2 separate regions of the Anas platyrhynchos genome follow, and region 1 is linked to region 2. The links are chromatin contacts, called in public Hi-C maps. All regions are on one chromosome and are shown on one strand. Each heading gives the region's core, a stretch centred on a gene start, on an enhancer-like site or on the middle of the called end of the contact. The rest is flanking DNA. Distances are from core to core; before and after follow the strand shown. Region 1 holds the start of CH25H (cholesterol 25-hydroxylase). Region 2 overlaps FAS (Fas cell surface death receptor).

Evidence for each region. A called contact is a pair of places that touch in the nucleus more often than the background predicts.
Region 1: a Hi-C map of subcutaneous adipose tissue shows a contact between it and region 2, with 3 times the contacts expected there. The contact joins the promoter of CH25H here to the enhancer-like site in region 2. A contact is called at or near these places in 5 of 8 Hi-C or Micro-C datasets (F5 follicle, liver, skeletal muscle and 1 more).

Annotation. Positions count from the first base shown.
Region 1 is chr6:23,363,759-23,370,748 of IASCAAS_PekinDuck_T2T, forward strand. CH25H (cholesterol 25-hydroxylase) reads right to left here and starts at 2,958. Exons shown (of 2, transcript XM_072039573.1): 1 at 2,306-2,958; 2 at 1-393. The coding sequence starts at 180. It overlaps LIPA (lipase A, lysosomal acid type), which reads right to left. Exons shown (of 9, transcript XM_005029426.4): 9 at 5,565-6,990.
Region 2 is chr6:23,301,408-23,308,636 of IASCAAS_PekinDuck_T2T, forward strand. It overlaps FAS (Fas cell surface death receptor), which reads left to right. Exons shown (of 9, transcript XM_027459847.3): 9 at 590-1,780. The coding sequence ends at 1,005. Among named protein-coding and RNA genes, the nearest start is that of FAS, 16 kb to the left of the region's middle. Within about 2 kb of position 3,799, at least 3 of the 8 cell types and tissues checked have an H3K27ac peak or open chromatin away from gene starts, as enhancers often do. A contact at or near this core is called in subcutaneous adipose tissue, where this site is marked.

The DNA of each region.
Region 1 (6,990 bases), core at 1,708-4,207, 62 kb after region 2:
AATATATGGAAGACAGAAAGCCATGTATGCTGTAAAAGAAAACAGCACTGGAAAAAACGGTGAATTGATCAATGGCTTTTTTGCTGTGACAAAGTCCCAAAGAAACTGAAGGCACAGCCTGTCCTGCTGTCTGTCCATTGCGTAGCAGTGCAGCACTCCGTCCGGCACGCTGCAGTTCATGCTGATTGCTGTCTGAGACTCTAAGTCCTGCAAGCCTTTATCTAGGCTGCTCAGAGGAAAACTCCGCCCAGTCAGAAATTCTCCTTACTTAGCTTGGTAATACGTAGCGTTAAAGAGGAAGTTCCCTTTCCTGTTGTACAGAAGCGGTGTAATGCATTACAGTCTCAGAACAGAATTAGCCAGCCAGGGTAATCACTGAAACTTCACAAAAGGCTTGCATAGTAGGAAAAAATTAGAAATGCAGAACTCTTTAACAATGGATTTCAGAGAAAGAGGGTAGGAATACTTTCCACTCCACTTACTACATACACTTAAAAAACTGGTCTTTTACTCATTTAAGTTATACTATCCTTTGTTATCCTCTTGCCCTTAAATGTGAGGAAACTTAACCTACCATTGATTTTTTCTGCTACCAAAGATGCATTATGTACCTAAGCTCCAGGTCTGACCCATGGATGTTTTGTGGCTAATGGATGTGTGCAAACACGTTTTCCTAACAAGCTCTTTGGTTTAAAATGGGCTAAGTCGAAATCTGAGTATAACATACACCATGCTTCCAGCCTGAATGTAGTAGCTGTGATTTATCTCCATCTACATTTGAGGTCCTGTTCTCTACTAACCACTTGACATGACAAAATCCACTTGACTAGATGCAAAACTGAGCCAACAGAATATCCCTCATTTTCTGGGAAGAATGCTAGTTACAATGTCGTTTTCCTTCCAAACAGACACCTACTGATAATTATTATTGCATTATTATACTATTTACTCCACAACTTAAGAACTCTTTGAGTAATATGATAAGGACATCATCCTTCACGCAAGTATGATGCAATTCAAAGACCCACTGGTTAGAACAGTGTCCTCTAAATGATCTTCCTTTGACCGTAGGCAATCACTGGACAGAATAAAAGCTAGCAGGCTTGAATCCCAGCATTTTAAATTTGCTAAAAATATTTTAGGGGTAAAAGATGGAGGTCTTGATTTAATTCTAAGACATTGTTTCTCTTTGTGCTTTTTGAAAATGACGAACAAAGCTTTGAATATTTAGGGAAACAGAGTTTGCCATCAGTTTCCTATGAACTCACCTCTTTTGTAGGTACAGCATTTATTCTAATATTGGAAGTGAGCTCAACTTCCTGGATGACTTTATTAGCTTGTTCAGATGATTTTAGTTCTTTGCTATTCAGAAAAGAAACCCGATGGAGATACAGGAGACACAATTTCCTTGTGTCTTAGTAACGATGCGATAGCAGTGACCTTTTCTGATCTATGTGTAGACTTCTCTTAATCCTTAAATTTGTTTTCAGTCTCTGATACTTCATCTTCAAGAGAAAGTCCTTCCAAGTAAATACAGATTTTGCTCCCTCTTTAGACTTCAAGTTTACTGAAACAGTAACATTATTATAATGTGTGCTATTATTCAGGCAATCATAAGTTATTTGCTGGAGACAGCTCTGGTATGGCCTTCAAAGACTCTATCTGTGGCATTTTAGAAATAGGTTCAGATGTTCTGCCAGTGTGAGACTGTGCTGTTGAACTCAATGAATTCACATTGTTGAATGCAGTGAAACTAAAAACTTGTGACATACACTAATCTAATGGATGAAGACCTATATTCAAGAAATTAATTTCAGTCCTCTGACTATATTTTAACCTGACCTCCATTTCACAATAAGAATGTGAAAAATGCATTTGTAACTCATTCACGCTCTGGGACTGAAAATTTTCTTCTAAAAGATGATTTCTGTTTATGTATAGAGTTACAATCAGATGTTAAGCCTCCAGATGTGATACATGATTTCTGTTTTACTGGGATTATGCAAGGATTGATTTTTTCCTATAACATATTTCAAATCTGCCAAAAGGGAGATTGACATAAATTGTTCATCTGCCCTACAGACATTGTTCCAACTAATCCCTAACAACTACGCTGAATTCTCAAGAAGTTGTAGAAACAATAGTGCCTATCAGCTAAAATGTAAAAAATCAGCGTTTTGCCTGCAGATTATGTCACAGAAAAATATTCTTAAGTCCCTTAAGGAAAATTACAGAATTTTGCAGCCTTACTGTTTATCCTGCAGCGTGAAGTCCAAGCAAATCGAGGACTGCAAGCAGAGCTTACCTCGGTGACTGCCTGCAGCTCCAAGGCGGCCAAAGCCATCGGCGCTGCGCCCCATCTGCTGGTGCTCAGGAGGATGAGCTCCATTACAAGCTTTGCCCTGCTGGGTATTGATTCAGGCTCGAGAAAGCAGATCGTCATGCATCAGAGATGGCAAATCCTTATTCTCCAGAAACTGGTTTCAAGCTCCTTGCCTTTGCCACCAAAAAGCATTTATTTCACACGTTTTCACTCCTCCAACTCAGGTTTCCTTGTTAGCACAAGGTGAAGAAGAGACAAAGTGCATGCAAATCCTTTCTGTATTTAATTCAGCAACACAGCCCCAGCTTTTTTCACTCAGCTAACAATGCTGCCAAACTCTCCCATGTGTTACAGGACTCTAAATGGGTCTCTTAAAAAAATCAAGCCTGCTGCTCTGGAGCTTAGGTTGAAGGGCACATAGTTTGGAATGAGGCCCCACAAAGGGTCTCAAATAGATTCCACATGAGCACAGGACGCAAGCACCTACCCCAGGCTGCGCAAGGTAAACAGCAAAACACTAACAAGTGGTTAGGAGAATAAAGAAAAGTTGAGACGAGGGAAAATCAGGGTCAATAGGCTGAAACTAATCTCTCAACAGAAGGGGCGAAATTTCCTTCTCCCTCCTGCTCTTCTCCCCCCCCCCCCCCCAATGTGACAGAGATAAGGCAGCTCCCGGTGCGTGCTGAGCCCTGTCTAGAGAAGACGGGTGCCGGGAAGAGAGCCCATAATTTATTGAGGACAGTGACGGGGAAGGGGGCTGGGGAGCTGAGCACAACCAGTCCTCCTCCCGCTGGCGAGCAAGCGGCGCCACGGCACGCCAAGCCCGGGGCTCCCCCCGCCGAGGCGCCGCCGGGCGGCCAGGCCGCAGCCGCCATTACCACAGCGCCCCCCGGTGCCCGCGGCCTCTCCAGGGCCGGGCCCCGCAAACAGTCCCCGCACCTCAGGGACAGCAGCCCACGGAGGGGCACGGCAACTTCTCAGGGCTGGGGGCGTGGGTCTGGGACACGGGAGGAAAAGGGGGAGCGCCGAGACTCGGATTCTGGAGCCGAGTCCCAGGGGACACGAGCCTCCGCCCTCACGTCCCGGGTAAAGCAGCAAGAACCGAGGGCCACGACGTCTGCTGGATCCTGCGAGACACATCCCGCACACGCATTCCTCTTCTGATTTTTGTTGTGACGAAAAGCTTCAGCCTAAACACAAAGTACTTAACAGAGCTAACATGTTTTCCCAATCAACATATTTTCATACCAACATTCCACTGTCCCAACCAAGCTTCCCCAAAAACCTCTCCAGCCAGTATTGAAGGAAAGCTTAATTAAGGATTTTTTAATAAATTCCTAACAATGCTCAGGGAGAGAAAACTGCCAGCAAAGTAAATTGTTAGTTCTAAAGCTTTACCAGGATGAATTTTCAAAATAATAACCATTAGGAAAAGATCCTAAAATTCTTTCATTCAAATTTTGTAATTCAGTTGTGCAAAACTGATTCACACCCTCTACCACTACCTGCATCCACTTTGACTTCTCTGGAAATCAGGAAATAAAGGCATTTTTCAGCTTGCTATCCTCAGAAAATAAGACTTAGGCAATCATCTTAGGCATCCTGACTACTGCTCATACAACCTTAATTTTTTATTCCATTGATGATTTCAGTGAAGTCTTACTACAGGGAAGCAATCTCAGCCATGTTGTATTTATACAAAATTATCTGAAAATAAGCTACTTAGAGAAGAGAGGCCATTAGCACTCATGACATGAAATACTGCCACATGGGTTTGTATTTTATAGGACATCAAAATATATGCTTTAATTACAGTACAATCTTCTACTGACAGCCATGCTTTATTACCGATCACAAAATCTATTCCTCCATCAAGATTCCTTTCATATCCTATGAGAACCATTTGCAACTTTCTGCTAATAAAGTATTTGTGTTTCCAATATTTGTATGGCACCTTTACCATAAAGCATAATTTATACAAAACTAGTTTGTTCCCAAGCTGATTAAACTGTTTTGCTTATGGGGCCCCATTGGAGTAGGGCTGTTTTACCACCACGTGCTATGCTGCCTCACTTCCATGTTGATGGAGCTGATGTGTGAGCTTCTGCCAGTGTTACCTGATACCAAATCACTATGTACTGTTAGAAGGCCATTGAGCTAGAACACAGTAAGCACCACTACTGTACGTGTACCCTACTATCATCACGCCTTACTGGTTGAGATGAAGTCTGAATGTATATTCAAAGTCCTGTTTAGGTTCTACTCATAGGCAAAAACAGGTGCCCTGGCTCTGCTGTAGATCCATGAGTGAACACCCTGGACCGTGCATTTGCTTCAGATGCAGACAGGTCTGTGAGTCACAATTCACCAGCTGCATGGGGACTACTGTCTCCAGCTTTCTAGCATAGCTTGATCACTGCACTGCTCCTTATTAGATCAAGCATCTCACTGTTCTACTCCACATTCAGAATGTGTTATTTTGCACATTTCTTTCCACTGATGCCTCTCCAACTTCGTGTCATACAGTGCTTGTACATAGCAGGCCAGGAACAGCACAGCAGCTCTTAATTCCCATGTCCATGCCTGCTCCAGCAAAGCAGAGAAGCTCCACAATGGCTTTTGCATAAAGCTTCTGCTATTCTGGTAGTATTTCCAGGCACACTGGGGATTCAGCAGCTGACAAAGCTGGCGACAGGATTTAATACACCCTGCTATCTTAATTGTGCATCTACTGTATCCAGAATGGACAGAAAGGTATGGCCTGAGTGTTTATTACTGAAGATGAAAAAGGTCAAAAGCTGGGGCTTCACACCAAATGCACAAAGGAAAAGATTAGTTCCCTACCGTACAATGCAGTTACATGCTATTTATGAGATTACTAGACAGTAACTACCCAAGGCTTAAGAGTGTGATCCAAGCAGCTTTCTACCATGTCAGTAGTTTGACCAGAACCCTTCACCTGTAGGCTTAGAAAATACCTCAGTCTTGTGAGCAGTTACTTGTAGTTCATACCTTACCTAGAAGTCTCAGAAAAATCTTTTGAAACAATACAAATGGCCTTTTAGGCTTAGACAAAGCTTCTTTCAGGAAAGTAGTAAAATCACCAAGTAAAATCCTATTTCATTTTTTATTGTACTTGTTCTATGGATGAATAGTTGTGAAAAATAGACTTGGCTCTTTGGACTCTGTCCCAAAGACTCACATGTATTCAGGAAACAAGAAGTGAAACAGAGCACGTCACTCCAAACAGGTCTCTCATTTATTGAAATACCTCAAGCTTAATAAACACAATGCACATGGCTCTTGCTGTATCACATACCATCACAACTGCAAAGTTAACCACTTTGGATTCTTACAGTCTTCCTTCCAGTATAGCAATGTGGAGCAAATATGACTGCTATAAAGCAAACTTAAAGGTCCTGCTAGGCATCACATCTGCAATACCATGAACCACTTTTTCTTACAGCCTGAGGACTCCCTGAGTCTGAATTAGTTTTTTTTTTTTCCTCCTTTTTCAACTCCTAATTTATGGCTTATGCATTTTCTTTCTTACAAAAAAAGGCTGCCACAGTTTAAACTGTACTATTTTCTATTACATATAGAAAAGTCTTTTGTTCCCGTTAGGATTACTGACAGAGATCTGGATTGAACTCCAACTCTGGCACAGAAATTTTCATCTGGACTGAGGCAATTGACTCTGGAGATTGTTCATACACCTACATTAGGCATTGAACTTACATGCACTTCAGAAGAGCCAAAGTCTCCTGTGCAGTCAAAGGAGTGAGCAAGGCACCTATACCAGAGAAAGTTATAGCTCCAAAGTCAGGCCCCTAAAGCAGATGTGAATCCTCTTCCCCCATTAAATGGGGGCTTAGCCCCATTCTAAAGTAGAAGCTGAGACAAATGGAAATCACCATAAATACAGCCAGGCTTCTCCAGGTTATTGTATGGTGAACACAATGGTGGCAAGCACCATATAAGCAGCTAAAAAGTTAACAGATCTGCAAAGCAGCAGAAGATTAATGGGAAGAGTTCATGCAAATTAAGTCACTCAAGCTATAGAACTAATGCATTGGCCCTTCCCTGGCCAGTAGTATACTGGGAGGAGCTTGTTTTCTAGTGGTCAGTGCAAACAAAACACAAGTATGTTACGTTATTCTCCTTGAAAGTCGTAACCTATTGACAAAGCTAACAAGAAGTGGTATTTTTTAACTGCTTCTCTTGTTCCAGAAATCTTCAAGGGCAAATAATGATCCTTATCCACAGTTGTCATGTGGAACATGAAAGGCTTCAGGGATACTGCCGAAATCAAGAAAAATGCAGTAATGAATCAGTTCCAAAACAGGAGATTTCAATTGACAGTGGTGATCTTCTCTGGCTTCAAGACAGTTCTTCTGCGCAATGTTGGAAAAAAAAAAGTAATCTGATATAGCTAGCCTGTGAGTGATGGCTAAAACAATGCAGCAGGAAGTCACTAAGTGCTTTTTAAAGTACCAGCACCAAATAGGGTCAGTACAAGGCATACTTCTGAAAAGGACTCAGAAATGGCAATGTACTAAGAAATGGCAGTGCTTTATGCAGAGCAAACCAGTTTTATTGTCAAGCACCTGAGGTGCTCAGTGGACTAACTTGTCTTTCAGACATGTCACTAAATCTATATGCACATG
Region 2 (7,229 bases), core at 2,549-5,048:
CAACTACTAATTGACAATAGGTGGATTTCTTTTCTGCTTACAGCACAGACAACAGGAGGCAGCAAGCTGGATTTCTAAAACCATGGATAATTTTAATAATGGAGTAGCCCTACAGCCAGCAGTAGAATCACAAAAACACAATCCTACCTTATGTTCAAGGGCAAAACCACAGTGGTAACACTTCATAGGAAGAGAATACAAGCTCCAAGGTTATTATCACAAAAAACCTGTCCCATTCCAAGACATTTCCCAATACTGTTTAGAGCAAAACAGGTACAGGAGTCATGACCAGGCTTGGATGATAGAGAGGAATGAAGAGGTTACAGAAGGAATTTAGTTCTTTTTAAGATGCTAGAAAGCAATATGGTTACAACCCTGGATATTTCAATTATCTTCATTTGGTAGGAATGTGTAAAAGCAGACCTGAAATATATTGCAAAATCACACATAAAGCATACAGAGTCATGAATACCTGAAACTTGGCCTGTTTTGTATAGAAAAAGTATCAACTCTAAGCATAGGTGCTTAAACAAGCAAAGAACAGTAAGATTTCAGTGCCAAGAGCATTCATTTCCTTTTATGCTTCTAGATGTTGACCTGAGCAGACATATCCCTATTATTGTGGAGGAGATGACACTCCAACAAGTCAAGAAGTTTGTCCGTTATCGACAAATATCAGATCCTGTCATTGATCAAGTTTTGCAGGACAACATTAATGATGCATTTGAACAGAAGATTAAGCTGTTTCAAGCCTGGTATCAAAGTCATGGGATGAAAGGAGCCTATGGAACCCTACTAAGCAGCCTGAGAATGTTAAAAATGCGTGCTGTAGCTGATAAAATTGAGGAAAAGCTGAAGACAGTTGTTTCTAGCAATCAGGAAGGCGGACAATCTTATAATGATGATATTGAGCAAAGCAAAGCCTGTCATCAGGAAGATGAGAAATCCTATCATGATAATGCTGAGCTAAGTAAAACCTATTCTGATAGTTTGGAGGAGACATAGCATGGAGTCATTTGAAAATTATTTCTGACTGAAGTAGTATTTTTTAAGTATTACAGCTAACAAACCTTTTAAATGCCATTTTTGGCTTTTAAGGTGTGAAGGTTTCAAGGTAGTTATAATACAAACGAGGAATAATTATGATTTTTGTGGAGGTGTGTTTCCTTTAAAAGAGTCTTACCTGTTGATTTTGATTGTTAAGAACTGGGAGGATAAGTGTTCTGGCTTAGTTAATAACAGTAGCAATCAAAGATTTCTACTATAGGACTTGCTACAAAAAGAAAATACTAGTCATTGGCAGAAAGGTTTAGTCCAAATGTGTGGTCCTGCATGCAAATCAATGGATTTCTTACATTAAAGTTCTGGAAAGTTGCATTTTTGAAGGTAAAAACACCAGTGTTAAGAGTTTATGCAATGTACGATGTAGTATTAATATATAATCACATTTTGCCCTGTTGTAAATGTGATTTCTTCCTTGTGTGAAAGCACCTGTGTGTGTATATTTATATCAGTTTTCTATGTCAAATCCCCCAGTGTTAAGTAAAAGTATTATTTCCCTTATTATCTGCACTGACTTCAAGCCTATTTTGATGTTAAAACCCTTGAAGGAAGCAGAAACAGGAGCTGGTGTAGCACAACAAAAACATGGATTTTTGAAGGCAACCTGCACCAGCTGTAAAAGTCTCCAGACCCAGTCATGCAACAGCCAACATTATCTTTTCTAATGCAGGAACTGGTACAATGAAAATACCATTAATAAAATAAATAAATCCAAGTAGCACATGACTTCTCTTTTCCTTCTTACAAGGTAATCTATACATATCATCTTTAAGTTTTATTTTATTCAAATCAGTAAATCAAAAAGGGGAGTTTTAGGTTAGATATTAGGAAGAACTTCTTTACCAAAAGGGTTGTTAGACACTGGAACAGGCTGCCCAGGGAAGTAGCGGAGTCACCATCCCTGGAAGTCTTTAAAAGATGTTTAGATGTAGAGCTTAGGGATATGGTTTAGTGGGGACTGTTAGCGTTAGGTCAGAGGTTGGACTTGATGATCTTGAGGTCTCTTCCAACCCAGAAATTCTGTGAAAAAGGGAGATCATTCTCCTGGGGAAGAAGGGAAAAAAAAAAAAAAAAAAAAAAAAAAAAAAAAAAAAAAACAGAACATACCTGTCTTTCATCACAGATCTCAAGAGGGCTCCTCAATTCAAAGACTAGCAGTACTGAGCTACTTTGTAGTTAAAGCCTTTCCTGCTCCCACACCAATTCATGCAAAGTCTCACAAAACCTTTTGGCAGAAAAGGAGACCATCCTAGAACAACCTGATTTATTTTTTTTTTTTTTCCTAGATCCACCTGTTAACAGGATAACCTTTTCTTTGGCTCTTCCATCCATTCCCTAGGAGGGAATCTCCAGTTAAGTGCCAAGCATCAGCCAAAACACAAGAAGACCTGCCTGAGGCTGCTCCTGGCTGAGCAAGTGTTGTCAGGTGGGGTGTGTGGACAAGTCCAATTGCTGCCACCTGGCCCCAGGGTGCGGAAAGGCCAGGACAGGCATGCCAGCAGGTGCTTGGAATCAACCCCAGGGCAATGCTGCATGTCCACAGCTGCAGCAGGGCTGCTCCCAGAGGTCATGCTGCTGGCAGGAGCAATGTGCCTGCCAGGGCAGCACCCAGCCCTTGAAAACAGATGGAAATGCAGCCATGGTTCTGTGTGTTGTACTAAGTTGAAATGAAAAGCAGGGTTTACGTTAGTAGCTTCAAAACCTGTTAGACTTTTATAGACTTGTGGACTGTGCAAAAGCCACTGAGCCTATTCTGTTGCCAAGCCATGACCTGGTTCAGGATGCACAGCTCTTCCTCAGTTCTCAAACACCACATAGATGCTAAGTGCTTGGAAAAACCTTCCCGCCAGCTTTGCAGCCTCTTGCTTCTAATCTTTCTGCATTTTCTACATGACCTAACAAATTAACATTACACTGATTTGCTGGCTATGCTGCCAAAATCCCTACACTGTGCTGCTTTTCAAAGGAGAACATTCAGGAAGCTGTAGCTGGACAGTTTAATATCTATGCACCTATGCACCTGAGTTGGGCATCTATGGACTAACTGCAGGAGCTGATTAAGGCACAGCATTGTGCCTTGTGATCTAACATGCTGGGACAGCGTGCTGCTCACTGCTGTCTTTTGGCCAGACTCCACATATACAGCAATAAATTATTGTGACAGAATAAAATGTCTGCCTTTTGGCAAAGCAGCACAGCACTGGCATAGGCTGTGCCATATTGACTTCCTCGGCTGCGGTTGTGCAGAAATACAGCTGAGAAAGGAAGGAAGGAAAGCTCCATTCTCTCACAGCCCCTGGTAGACAGACTGCTCCCTGCACCATGTCCCACCTAGGAAGGCATAAATGTCACTTAAAGGTATGTTGGCATTTGCTTGACGCGAGCACTGGGTTTTCTTGGCATCTGGCTTCATCCCTTATAGCGAGGGATCTGGCCACCAGAAACCAAGATTGTTAGGACTTCAGCGTCAGTTAATGTAACTGGGCTGAACAAGACAAATCTCAAAATGGATGCAGCAAATCTCATGAGTTTGTGGTAGTGAAATAAAACGTGAATTTTTTGTTTCAACACACTGGAATTCCCCAACCTCAGTACAATGTGGATGGATAAAAAAAATAAAAATAAAAGTCCCTGAGCAATGAGTCATTTTCTCCTTAGTAGACCTCTGTAAGACTGAACCCCAGCTGCCATGAACACTAGTGGTTAGCATACGTTGCTTTTTTTTTTCTTAACCAGAACATTGTGCAACAAATAAAATGACTGATGATGCTGTGCAGCTGGTTTTTCAAAGCAATGTGTATGGTCTATGTTGTGGTGCAAAGCCATCTGATCGAGCTCAAAGTAACTGGACCAGAAGCAATCTAGTTCTGCTGAGGCATGTTAGCACACCCAGATTTCCATTTCCTCCTGCTTCTGGCCTCAAACTTGGGCTGCACAGGGAAATAATTCTGAGCAGGTTATGTTAGCAGTTTCACCTTTTGCTCTCACCATTCCCTCTCAGAAAGTGCATGGAGTGCCATGCTGCTGAGAAGGCTGCTGCCACCTTAGGTGCCTGCTGAAACCTTTCTGGTATCTTTACCCCATGCCCTGCAATCTCCATACTTGCAGGGCATACAATGACTAAATGACTAGCCTCTTTCTCCCCTGTGACAAGGCTGGGTAAGCAGACAGCCATGTAAAGTAACTCTTTTCTCAGCCTTAGGTAGGATAACAAAAACAAAAACAAGAAAGAGAAAAAGAAAGCAACAGAAATGTCTTTGACAAATGAAACTCTCCTACTCTATGGAAACCCAGCATCAGAAAAGCAAATGGAAACTGAAACAAAAACTTTTCCAGGGAATGAGTTGACACATTTTTGAAAAGCAGATTTGAAAGGGGAAGCTCTGTCTTCAGGAAATAAAAACTGTGCTAAACACTTGCATTATGACTTAAAGAGGAAAAAAGAAAAAGAAAAAGAAAAAAAAAAAAAGAAAAGAACATTTGTTATTTTAAAATAGCAGCAATAGAGGAACCGTATCATAGGAATAAAAGGCCTGAGGGATGATCTAGGTTCAGTCCCCTGCAGACTGTAAATGACCATACAAGAGCCAGGGTTGCCCAGAAGCCCCACATGCTCCTTCTCTGTGTGCACCCACCCCATCCTCACCCACACTGGGAACCACAGAATAGCTCCTGCAAGCAAGCTTGGCACCTGCAAGAGGACAGCAACCAGATCACTGTGGCAGTGTGACACCAGGGGAAGGCATGAGAGGTCCAAGACAGTTCCATTTGCAGTACTGCTACACTGTGAAACTGCTAAAGTTGTACTGCAAGCTGCCAGTTCATGAAAAGGCATTGCTGAGAAGTGAAGAGCAGAACACAAACAATCCAAAATGTGTCTTTGCAGACAGCATGACAAGCATATTAAAGCATGAGAGAGCTGTAGGCTTATTTCCTGTATGGAGAGGAGGGAAGGAAAACAATACAAACAAATCTGTGAGAAAAACAAAACTGTATTGGGAAAAGTCCCTGAGTTGGACAGATTTCTTTTTTGAGGGAAGATACAACCTCAAAACTCACATCCCTCTCTTACTGTTTGTCAATACTTTGATTTTGGACTTGAAAGGGAAGCTTACATTCCTGCTATCCCACTGCTACCGAGACGAAAAATGCCCTCTGTGCATATCTAGCCTCCAGTACGAAGCTGTGGTTGAGGATTAAAAGGGATGTGGGAACAATGACAAAACTTAATGTACAAGCAGTATTTTCTGGAGAGCTTTTCTGTGGTTTTAGTTCATTTCCAAGCTGCAAGCATGACTTTTAAGGCAGACAGTGCTAGAGGGCCCTTTCCCATAGCCTAAACAGAGGTCTTGCTCCTCCTGTAGCCAGCAACTGTGACAACGTGCTATTTTTCATTGCAGACAACCAGCAAAAAAATGTCTGTGATTGCAGGCATCCTGAAAAGAGGGTCCTAAACAAACACGGGAGGAGGAAGTGACTGAAAGCCATGGCAGGAGGGAGCTGAAGGTGCAGTCCCTGGAGGGCCAGCACACAGCCTCCCCTCTGCCACTGCACCTTGGCAATCGGTGCGTTTGTCAGATGTGAACATCTCACGTTTTATCTTCCCATTTTCCTGGTCCTTCCTGCATGCTATGCCAATATCCCTCTCCGGACATACCCCTGGGATAGCTGAAACTGTCAGAAATACTTTATGCCCCCCAGGCTTGCTCGGACGCACCATCCTGCCAGCACCCCCGCTCTTCTGACCGGGACTGCGGCTGTCACAGCAGTCGGTGGGGCACGGTGGCTGTGATGCGGGCCGATCTCAAAGGGGCTGGAGGCATTAAAACCGCATTAAAAGGGCAGGTTTCTGCCCGGTGTGTGTGTCCGCTCCTGGCGGTGCAGGGCCACCAGAGCCCAGCAGGCGGCAGCCGGCCCCCGCACAGCCCACGCGTGTCCCCTGCTGCTGGGCTCGGCCCCACGGGCTGTTCCCCACGGAGGGGACAGGAGGGACTCGGTCCTGGAGCCTTGTCCGGGCAGGGCAGAGCTTGCTCCAGCTCCTCCTGAAGATACCTCCACGGAGGTGATGTCCAGGGGCTCCTGCAAGGCTCTGAGGAGGAGCACAGCCTGCCTCAGCCTGCCAGGAGCAAGGGGCTGCAGAGGGGCCCACGCTGCTGGGTCCAGCTCTGCAGCAGCACAGCCAACGACCTGGCACCACCGGCTTTAAGCTTAATAACACATGGAAAAAAGCTGTAAGGATGAAACATCCGGGCTGGAAGTCTGGAACTGGCAGCGCTACTGACGTACGTGCGGCATGAACGTGCTACCTGTGCCAGCATGAACGTGCTACCTGTGCCAGCATGAACGTGCGGTGCAGCGGGACTCAGAAACGCTCCCACAACACAGCCACGAGTTAGGCCTGCGCTCGACCATGGCTCACCCAAGTGCCAAGATCACACAGATAAGGCTGAAAAAAGCCAAGGAAAGGAGGGATGGCCGGCCTGAAAGTTGGCCCCATAAGGGCAGTCTCTGTGTCACCGTAACCGAGTACCAGCGCTGCTGGTGCGGATGGGGGAGAAGGGTGGGTGGTGACAGCTCAGAGGCTTCCTGAAGAAACTGGCTGATGAATGATGCCCTTAATTGCTCCAGCATGCTGTTGTAAATGGTCTTGTCTTCCTTCTCTTCCAGACTTGTAAGGTAGCCTATCATTTTGAATAAATATACATTAAATGCAGTTTTAACTTCTGTTCTAGCTATAGAAACTTTGGGAATAACAACCGCAGGGACCCTGCTGCCAAGATTTTTTTATATATTACAGGATCTGTGGCTGTTGCTTCAATCATAAAAACTGGAACAATCGTGACTGCTTAAAAATACACAATTCTGTACCATGGAGACATCAGAGCTTGCAAAATACTCCAGGTATTATGCTTTTTGTTGGCTCTATTTACGTGCATTTAGCAAGCAAGCTCTATCTTGCATGCAAGGTACAGAGCTCCCTCACTGAGACGTTTTTTCCTGAGAAAGGGCCTTCTTCAGGAGCTTTGTTCAGATCTCCCTCCAGCACCCAAAAGCCTTTCCCTGACTTCAGGCATGCTGGTGTAAGGAACTTCCGTCGAACAGGGAAAGAAATGAGCAGCATTAGTCAGGGCAATTTAAATAATAGGTTATGTGGGCAGGTATTCTTA